Linked DNA regions of Zea mays: region 1 is linked to region 2. Evidence: chromatin contacts called from public Hi-C data. All regions are on one chromosome and are shown on one strand. Each heading gives the region's core, a stretch centred on a gene start, on an enhancer-like site or on the middle of the called end of the contact. The rest is flanking DNA. Distances are from core to core; before and after follow the strand shown. Region 1 holds the start of LOC103640978. Region 2 holds the start of LOC100281080 (adaptor complexes medium subunit family protein).

What was found. Hi-C and Micro-C count contacts between places; a contact is called where the count stands out from the background.
Region 1: a Hi-C map of leaf shows a contact between it and region 2, with 6 times the contacts expected there. The contact joins the promoter of LOC103640978 here to the promoter of LOC100281080 in region 2. A contact is called at or near these places in 9 of 25 Hi-C or Micro-C datasets (bundle sheath, ear, leaf and 2 more) and 2 of 3 datasets of contacts at active chromatin or transcription factors (leaf and seedling).

The regions. Positions count from the first base shown.
Region 1 is chr10:27,692,251-27,697,370 of Zm-B73-REFERENCE-NAM-5.0, reverse strand. It overlaps LOC103640978, which reads right to left and starts at 3,324. Exons shown (of 12, transcript XM_035963358.1): 1 at 3,065-3,324; 2 at 2,646-2,949; 3 at 799-985; 4 at 669-718; 5 at 385-477; 6 at 201-289; 7 at 24-102. The coding sequence starts at 3,096.
Region 2 is chr10:27,365,788-27,370,916 of Zm-B73-REFERENCE-NAM-5.0, reverse strand. It overlaps LOC100281080 (adaptor complexes medium subunit family protein), which reads left to right and starts at 1,822. Exons shown (of 8, transcript NM_001153999.1): 1 at 1,822-1,982; 2 at 2,058-2,207; 3 at 2,529-2,837; 4 at 3,135-3,418; 5 at 3,534-4,429; 6 at 4,870-4,926. The coding sequence starts at 1,912.

The DNA.
Region 1 (5,120 bases), core at 2,075-4,574, 320 kb before region 2:
TACTGAGAACATAGCATTTGTACCTTCAAGCAAACTGGACAGTAATTTCCTTTCACAAACAATCGTCCACACGCATCACAGCATGTGTACCCCAAAAACCACCTATATATACAAATTCAGTGTTACACACAAACAAAAAGTACGGCATAAGACACCTGGTAGTCAATACCAGTTAAGGAGATGAACATTTGAATCATTACCTTGTGCTATGGCCACTACCAGGCACACCAGATCCACAGCTGTGGCACCTTGTATGTTTTGGACATAAATATGGCCCATGGGTAACATTCTGCAATGTTCAGTGTTCAGTGATGACAAACAGATGTAAATGCTACCTATACAAAAAAATGGGTGGTGGTGGAAGGGGAGATACAATAAATTCACCTTGTGCGATGGTTGCTGACAATAACAGTGATAAGGGTCATCACACCTTTTACAGAACATCAACTTGTTGGGGTCGCCAGGACGTCGGCACACCTACATAGATGGCAAGTATTGATGTAGCAACAAATCAAATGCAGAAGCTAGTGATTCTTACCATGTAACAGAAGTGATAAATGCTATCAAGATGCAAATTCAAACATAGCACAAGAACAAGAATGAACAGGCCAAACTTGACTGAGGGGTAGAAGTTCATGATAATAGCTGGAAATAGAAAGACAACCAACCTCACAACTGCGGCAAGAAGGACAGACCCATGAGCTCCAGTGGAAAAGGTCTAGAAGAAACATTAATTAATTTATTAGAGCATGTACACGAATGAATAGAAGATGAAGAGACTATAAGAACTTTTATTACCTCTATGTTCTCCCCAGCTTTTCAAACAGTTTCTATGATATCGTTTGCTGCAGAGTTTGCAAGGAAGCATTTTGGCAGCTTTCGTGCTGCCCTCATTTTCTCCTGAAAAGCATAAACGGCACATAACCTTGACAGCAGCATTTCCTTGATCCTCTCGATCCCACTCGTCTTCATCTCCTTCTGCCTCCTGAAAAAGGGCAACGACCTTCTTGTATTACTTGATTGAAACAAAGTATAGTAATATAGAAGTATAGAAATCGATATTGGAATATTGGCATCAACTAAAGATGCAACTAAAAACTAGTAAAATTGTGCACCACTGAAACTTGCCAAAATGATGAGAAGCTGGTATCCAAGGATTAAGCATTACTACACCATGTGGTAAGTCAAAAACAAAAAAAATGAGACACCAGTAGTCTATTGTAGAAAATTGATAAGATACTGTTTAGACGAAATTAAAGTTACCTTTGACACCTAGCTAAACAGTGGAGCTAGAAAATAACAAACTAGGTATTAACTAGTGTATCTAACAGGGGAAGCTAACCATGTTTCTGCATGGTAATCATACAGGCATACAGCACGATCAACATTAATGTGCAGGCAAAGCTCCATGAGGCAGTCCAGTGTTTTCAAGTCGGACGACTTGCTGGTCGTTCTGGCTAACCGACTTGGGCGATTAATCAGACGACTTGAAAACATTGTGAGGCACAGGTCCGTTTCTAAAGCTTAGACACATTTGCTATGCAAGGCATGCCCGTTGCTAAAGCTTAGGATCGTTTATAGTAACATACAAGGTTATTTGTAGCATAAACCTTCATGGACATAATCCAGGGTCTCCTAAAGAACTTTTTTAGTCGTTTCTCACCAGTGAAGTCAAAGGTAACATCTAAAAGCACATATGGACAACACGACAACCACCTGTATGCACACGAGCTCAAAATTCAATCACAACTCTTTTTGCAAACCACACGTCACCATGCATGCAACCGTTTCAAAAGATCCACAATATCGTTTTGCGTCCAACACTGTAGGAAACTTAAAATTTCTGGAAAACCAGAAAACTCAGCCATACCTCACTAAACATCAATATGTTACCAATTTGACCACTAAACCAAAACCCTGAAAATACTACTACATCCATTCAAAATTATATAGTTTGTGTTGGCTGTTCTAGATATACATTTATAAATAGCATATATTTAGGTCGTAGAAAAGCCAAAACGACCTATAGTTTGGGACAAAGGGCTGAAAATACTACTACATCCATTCAAAATTATATAGTTTGTGTTGGCTGTTCTAGACATACATTTATACACAGCATATATTTAGGTCGTAGAAAAGCCAAAACGACCTATAGTTTGGGACAAAGGGAGTACATACATATTACAGTCTGTACAACCTCATGAACAACCCACATAAAAAGAAACAAACAGCACGGGTGGAAAAGCCAGAGCAAATGCTATCACCTGTAAACAGCATTATCAATGTCATGGCGGTGTGTACCCACTGATGCTCAGTGACGTGGATGTGAGCGCCAACAGAGTCCCAGTGCTAGGATGCCTCAGAATTCCCAAAAGGAACAGTCTTTCATCGACTGCACTCCTATAAGCCTCAAAATAAAAGCATGCAAACTTCTACAGCATGCATAAATCAGATTCCTTCGTCCCAGCCCAGAATTCCAAGTATTTCATAGCAAAACGCCACGAGCAGCCCACAACCACATAATCCAGAACGAAGACAAGACACGCTAGGCACATAACAAGCTTGAAATTCTCCCACGAACACAGGGCAGCAAACACACTAGCCAGCACAAGCGCGAAGAGAGGGAGAGAGAGAGATCAGCTGACCGGCGATCCGTAGGCGCCGCTCTCGAAGCGCCTGGCGAGGTCCTCTGCCGCGGCGGCGCCGCGCTGCGCTGCCGCCCGGCGGGCCTCGTCCTCCCCATCCTCAGGGGCCGGCTCAAGGGGCGGCACCTCCACCTGCACCGTCGCCGCATCCGCGTCAACGGCCCCTGCCGGCCGCAGCAACCACGGATCCGCGAGAAAATCCTCGAGAGCCGCCGCCGTGCCCGCCCATACCGCCGCCAACGCGCCACCTCCTCCCTTCCTCGACGCCGACGCGCCGAACCCTAGCTCGCAGTCGCACACCCTCCTGCTGCAGAGGAACAGAGAGAGAGAGGGAGGCGGCGACGCCACCCGCCCGTCAGAGCGCGCGAGCGTTATAGAGAAGAGGCAGGAGTGACGAGACAGAGACTGAGGGAGCTTACCAAGTGATGGGGCACGCGACGTGAAACGCCATGGGAGGGAGGCGATGGGGGCCGAGGCGGCCAGAGCCCAGATGGGTGGTCGCGTCAGTCTGATTCGAAATGAATTCGGGCGGAAGGGGTGGGGTTTGACGCGTTTTGAGGAAATTTGGGCAGGATTCGGGGATGGTTTGGTTGGATTTGCGTTTGGAAGTGGATTTGGAGGCGCGGGCGACACGGGCGGCGGGGAGAGGTGCGGACTGAGGAGCACGGCGAGAAGGAGGGTAAGCGAGGCGGTTTTGCAGATGGGTCCCTGCGTGAGTAGGGTTTTCTGGACAAGGTCTCTCTGTGGGGCAAAGGCGGCTAGCGCGTGGTTCTGCGAGATTTTGCGTGGAGACTCCCGTAAAGATGCGAATTTTTGGTAAAGGCTCAAGCACGCAATCTGGGAGTATGGGCCCCACATCAGACTGGGCTCGTGCGGGTTCTGCATATAAAGGGTCCTTCGTTTTGGGCTTTCGTAGCATCAGCCCATTCTCGGAGCTCCGAATGCGAAGCTGAATATGTCATGGCTATGGTTGGTAATAGACTGTGATCCAAATGCTTCGTAATATGGTAGGGTTTTAAATAAATTTTAGTTTAAAAATTAATAAAAATATGGTTTAATTTTAATCTAATCCTTAAATCAGTCCATTGTTACCTCTAGTCGCAGCTCATGCATGTTGTGCACACTTATTTGGATGTGATAAACCCTTATATTCCGTTTGGATGTTGATATTGGAGGGTATAGAATTGAATTGGGTTTGTTGGGGGCCTTCGTCCGAAAGTTCTCAAAAACATGACTAACAATGTTTCCTAAAGCATAATATATGTGCAGGAACCTTCGGACATGGGATGAAGCTGTACACAATATGGAAAGCAGGGTCAGAACGAAGGTTGAACCAGTGCCGAAGGTGTGCGCAAGGAAGCTTCGGCCCAATAGATGAAAAAGGAACCGACTTAAGGAGGAAAAGACTGTTTAGTCCTCGACAGATTGTTCTTAAGTTAATACTAAATATGAAGGGCATGAATGTAATTTTACACAGGCTGCGTCATGTGCCTATAAATAGATGAACAGTACCCTCGTATTGTTCACGTTGATTTGTATTCGCTCGTGCGTCACGCTTGTACTTACATCTTCTGTCGAGCCAAAGGTACAAATGTAATTCAATATTGTTCTTATTCTTCCATGATTATATAATAAAGATATGTAAATAATATTATGTGATTATTCATGTTATTCTCTCATGTTTCATATGTTTCTCCTTTTATCAATGAAAATTGTGATGATGAAGGTATATCCTTCATGACCTTCGTCCGAAGATCGTTATATCCTAAGGGAAATAATGCTTCAAGGGACGAAGAACATTAACCATTAACTTCTTTCTGTGTTGCCTTGTTCTTAATTCATAGCATTTGAGAACAAGTCTCCAACATTGGCGTCCACCTCCGGTGTACTCACTTCCACAACCTTCGGCAAAGCATCGACCTTCATCATGCCGCCGAAGAAGATAACAACGCCAGGGGCTGCACTGCAGCCACTAGACACAAACCAGGAGACTCTCTCTCTCTCCGAGAGGCTCTAAGCCAGAAGAGAAAGGCCACTAGTCCAACATTCCAGGAGGAGGAGTTGGACCAGGAGATCAGGGACATGGAAATCATCTACCAACAGGTGCAAAGGAAAAAGAAGAAGATGGCTCGGCTGGCCGATCTTCAAAGGAAGATCGATGAAGCTACTGAGGAAGTGCGTCATCTTGCTCAAGATGATCAAGACCGAAGGTCCCAACACAGGGAGCTTCGTCAAGAGGGCTTATTCAACGAAGATGGATGGTACGATGATTTTAATCATGATACCTTTACTTTTGATGTTGCTTCTCCTTTGGCAGCAGAATGGCAGGCTATCTCATGGCCACAATCCTACAAGCCACCCCAGCTACCCATGTACGATGGGCACTCGGACCCAAAACAATTCTTAATGAGCTATGAGGCAACAATATCCTCATACGGAGGCAATGCAGCTGTCATGGCAAAGTCCTTTGTCATG
Region 2 (5,129 bases), core at 573-3,072:
TTTCAGGTGTGGCCTATTCATCCCCTCTAGCCACTTTCAAAATACACCCCAACTAAGTCATTCAATACACAACTCTTGAGCATTCATTCCTATAGGTTAGAGAAACATTCCCAACACCTCCAAGTGATCTAAGTGCCCCATTTGAGTAGACTTCATTATGATCCATATTCTAGGGAGAAAAGAGAGTGTGCAATTGTGATAGAGTTGAAAGAGAGAGAGAGAGAGAGAGAGAGAGTTTGATGTTATTATGTCTTGGTGCGAGGCACCCATTGAGATTGTAAAGGTTAGCAAGAGCTTCGACGTTGTCAAGTACCTTATGGGAGCCAAAGGTCTCTTGATCGATTGAGAAAACAAGAGAGGGCTCGAGTTTGATCTTCGGAATCACTCGAGAGGGTTGAAAGAGACCTCGTCCTTTAGGACACCTCAACGGGGACATATGTTCTTTGGAATCGAACCTCGGTAAACCAAATCGGTTGTTTTTGTGTGTGTCCATTTGCGATTTATGTTCTTACTCTTCTATTCCAAGTTCTCCCTACTCCGATCATATTCCTTATGGTTCTAACACCTATTTGGGATCGAAGTTTTTTGTTGTTAAGTGTTAAATTTCAGATTTCACCTATTTACCCCATCTCTAGGTGACCTTTAGCCACACAATGTGGCACGTCGCCGAAGACCAAATGACTAGAACCTAGGGGTGGGCATTCGGGTTACCCATAAATTTCGGGTCGGGTAATTCGGGTATTTAAAATTTCGTGTTTTGAGAATCGATACCAAATTACAACGAGTTTTACAATAGCCAAAAATTCGGGTACCCAGAATTTCGGGTTCGGGTATTCTCGAACTACCCGAACTGTTGTGTCAGCTTTATAAAAACACATGCACTCTATTAAATTAGTATAAAAATACAGTTTGAATAATGATACATATGGACATAAAAACACAAGCAATCTAAAATCACAAGTCATGCACACATACGTATAATTATAGATGTACAAATTAATAATTAAGACTGACATGAGTACATGACACATGAAAGTTCCGGTAATTCGAGTATTTCGGGTACCCGATCATGATACCCGAATTACCCAAAACAAATTCGGGTTTTGCAAGTTGGTACTCGAAATTTCCGAACAAAATTCGGGTTTTGGGTATTTCGGGTTCGGGTTACGGGTTTTTTTTGCCTAGCCTTACTAGAACCCCACTAGTAGGAATAGGGTGCCTAGGAGCATGTGTCCCTTGAATGCCCCCATGCTCCGATGATGACCCCATGCTCCGATGATGATCCTTGCCGCTAGAGGCGGATGCAGGCAACCTCGGTCCAGCAGTCCATTGAATATCTCCAATAAAATACCTTAAGAGTCAAAATAATGTTACAAAATTAAAATACTACATTATTTAAAGTGTTTAGAGCACTAAAAAAGTTGAGCTCCAACAACTATGCCCTAAATCATGTATTTAGAAAATAAAATATTGAGAATAATGTATCAAACAAGGATATGACACTGATCTAGGGTGTAGTATATTTATGTCACTTCAAGGTCTGTCTTATATTTTTCTAATTCTAATAAATAATTATAAAATATGACACTGTGGAAAAGTTGTTTTTATGAGTTAAGCCTTAATTTTGAAAATAGGACACTGTTAACGTATAAATGTGTATATCAGTCTCGGACTCTCGGTTTGCAAATAAAAAATATAAAAAACATGAAGGAGCATCGGGCCTAGAGGCAATTGGGCCACATATATGTTGCCCGGCCCAACATTTGCTGTGTTAAAATTTTGGAAACATCCTACTCGGCCCAGATAGCCCATCAGGTCGCCCTCCTCCTCCGACCTCGTCCCGCAGCAACGCAGCAGCAGCGTCAGCGGTACCGCCGGGTGCGGCTCCTCCTCCCTCCTAGCCATTCGGCCATGTCCGGCGGCGGGTGCAGCATACGCGCCATCTGGATCCTTACGCCCAACGACACAGTAGCCTTCTCCAGGTACCCATCCGAGCTTTCCCGTCAGGATTGCCCCCTCTGATCCCATGGGGCTCACCTCTTCCTCTCTTGCACCAGGCGGTTCGCTGTGGTGGAGAAGCGGTGGCGTGCCGCGTGGGAGGAGGAAGAAGGAGACGGAGAGAGACACCGTTGGGGCACCGGGGCGGCGAAGATGCCGCTGCCCGCCGACCACGAGGTCGCCGCCGCATTCGCCGAGCGCCGGAGAAGGTTTGCTCTGTTTTTATCTTTGGCTTTGAGCTAGCTTTCTGTGTTGTGGATGTTTAAATATCAGTAACTGAATTTTAGTTGAGAGTACAAGTGAATTGGGACGGGTGTTAGGACATATTCAGAGTTTCTGACTAGTGATAAAATGATACATTTTTTCGTGTCTGAAAACACTACAACCTAAGAGCTCCTAATGAATGTATAGCAACAAACAAATAAGTAGCTATGGTTCTTACAAGAATTGCGATTAGTTGTCTGCATTTCATTCTCTGAAACTGTAAGCCTGTGTGAGAACAGACGTGATACATATTTGACACTCTGCAGGGAGGGCACTGCACGCAGTTCAGGCATCCGAACAAACGTATCATCTGTGGGACTGGATTCTTGGGTTGATGATCCAATTACCCGCCACATTATCTCATTACACATGGATAAAGAGGAAGGAGATCCCTTTATGCTGTGGCCTGTGGTCCTACAAAAGCGTGGAGGGTACTATGTCCTTGTGTTGCCTCTGGTGGATCCTCAGCCATTTAGAGCATATGAGAATCTCTTGAAAAGGTCTGATTGTGGGGGTTCGGCCAAGGAGAACAACAATCTTTCTTCAATCCTGTTCAATCTTCCATGCATAACAGGGTAATGTAAGTTTGCTTACCTACTATAATTTCATGTTCTTCTGTATTGAAGTAATGAAGTTTCATTCTGTTGACCATCAACCAACTAGGACTTCATCAAATGTATAAAAACGTAGGCAAGATCAAAAACAGAGAGCAAAGCCCTTGGACCCCCTTGAAGATTTTTTTGGAAGTGATATTATGACATCTTTAACATTTAATTAACCATCATGAATGCTACATAAAAAGTTGATATAGTTCAACACCAGCAACCTAACTAGCTTTTAGCTTGCATGCTTACACTTTATGTTCAATGTAGAGCATTTATGGTTGCACAAGTTGTTGGGGACATAATTACTGGTGATATTGCTGAACCTGAGGTGATTGTTAGCTCTGGGCCATCTGTTGGTGGACTCTTGGATTCATTGACTGGAAGTATAGGTATTTCAGCACGAGCGAAGCCTATTGCCGCACCTGTTGCAGCACCAACTGCATCAGTCTCTTCCCCTGTTGGTGCTGCTCAATCAGACTCCTTAAAAGGGGGTGTAAGGCCTTTTGACAAGGATTTACTGCAGAACTTCATCATTGGTGCAATGCCTTTTGGTTAGTGGTAACAAAGCCTCCTATCATGGCGTATAGTACTTCATGTTCTCTTGTAAAGCTTCTTCATGGACCTATACTCTAATGAACCAACTTAGCTAATAGTTTGTTTTGGCAGGCACACCTCAAGATCTCAATTATGCCAATGTTACTTCGATTAGAACTACTGGATTTTCTGGTGACCCTCTTCCAACAGACCAGAAACAACCTGCCTGGAAGCCCTACCTGTACAAAGGGAGGCAAAGGATTCTGTTTTCTAGCTTGGAGACTATAAATGCTGCACTGTATGACCGTGATGATGTTCCAGATTTCCTTTCTGTTTCAGGACAGGTGACCTGTAGGGCTGAACTAGAAGGACTACCTGATGTTTCTTTGCCATTGACTGGTTTAAAAACTGCTCATATTGAGGTTTCATCATTCCATCACTGTGTTCAAGCTTCAGAGCCCACTGCTAATAAGCAAACCCTGGTTTTTCAGCCACCATTAGGAAATTTTGTATTGATGCATTATCAAGCACCATGCAACATTGCTCCTCCTGTTAAAGGGTTCTATCAGTTGTCCATGGTTTCTGAAAATGAAGGTGCTTTTCTATTTAAGCTGTCATTGATGGAGGGTTACAAGTCTCCCTTCATTATGGACTTTTGCATGATTACAATGCCATTCCCTCGAAGAAGAGTTGCATCATATGACGGAAATCCATCAATTGGGACAGTTTCAATGACAGAGCATTCAATTGAATGGAGAATTGTCTCAAGTGGACGGGGACTTAGTGGTAGGAGCATTGACGCTACCTTCCCTGGTACTGTTAAATTTCAGCCTAGAACGACACAGAGAATAAATTCATCATCTCGATTCATTTCAAGCACTGGATATACTGAAGATAGTGACAGTGAACAAGATAACGTTAAGAATGGAGCTAGCTTGGATGACTACATAATGGAAAAAATCAATAAGGATCTTCAGGCAGTTGATTTAGAAGAGCCATTGTCTTGGCAAGCGTATAATTATGCTAAGGTATGCCTCTACCAAACGCTGTGCTATTAGACCATGAGAAACCTTATTGTTAGTTCCTTTTGTTTTGGACATGATGTTGTAAGTAATTACCATACCTGGAAATGGTATGCTTGATCTCCTTTGTCATATTCCCTTTTCAGCGTTGTAAGTTAGTTATGCTGGTTCATATAGGAGTGTGAAACATTTGACTTCTATAGTATCTAGGCCCAAAACTGATAAAAGTATAACTGAAAATCAGTATTACTCTGCATTTTTATCACTAGGAGTATATTGGTGGTGCCGGTGGGGTATGCTGGACCTGTTTATCCTTCTATGCATTCATGAACAAGTCTAACTTCCATTGACTATTTTCTAGATTCTTTTGTCTGTCCTTTCTTTTGTTTTAGTTTCTTGTTAGGCTTCTTTCTTCTCGATTGATTGATTATGAACAACTTTTCTAGGTTTCTTTTAAGGTTACTGGAGGCACGCTGTCTGGTCTTGCAATTGATCCAAAATCTGTAAGTAATAAATTACTTCTCTCACTCACCTGCATTGAGCTTTCGTCAATAAATCCATTCTTGGGCTAAACCTTATCATCCGATCAGCAGAGATCTGATAGATAATTACGTTCCTAAACTTAGTGGCACAGATATTGTTAGAGGAGGTATTCCTGCAGAATTAGATTGTATTGCATTGCATTGAGGCCCATGTAGGGATGTAA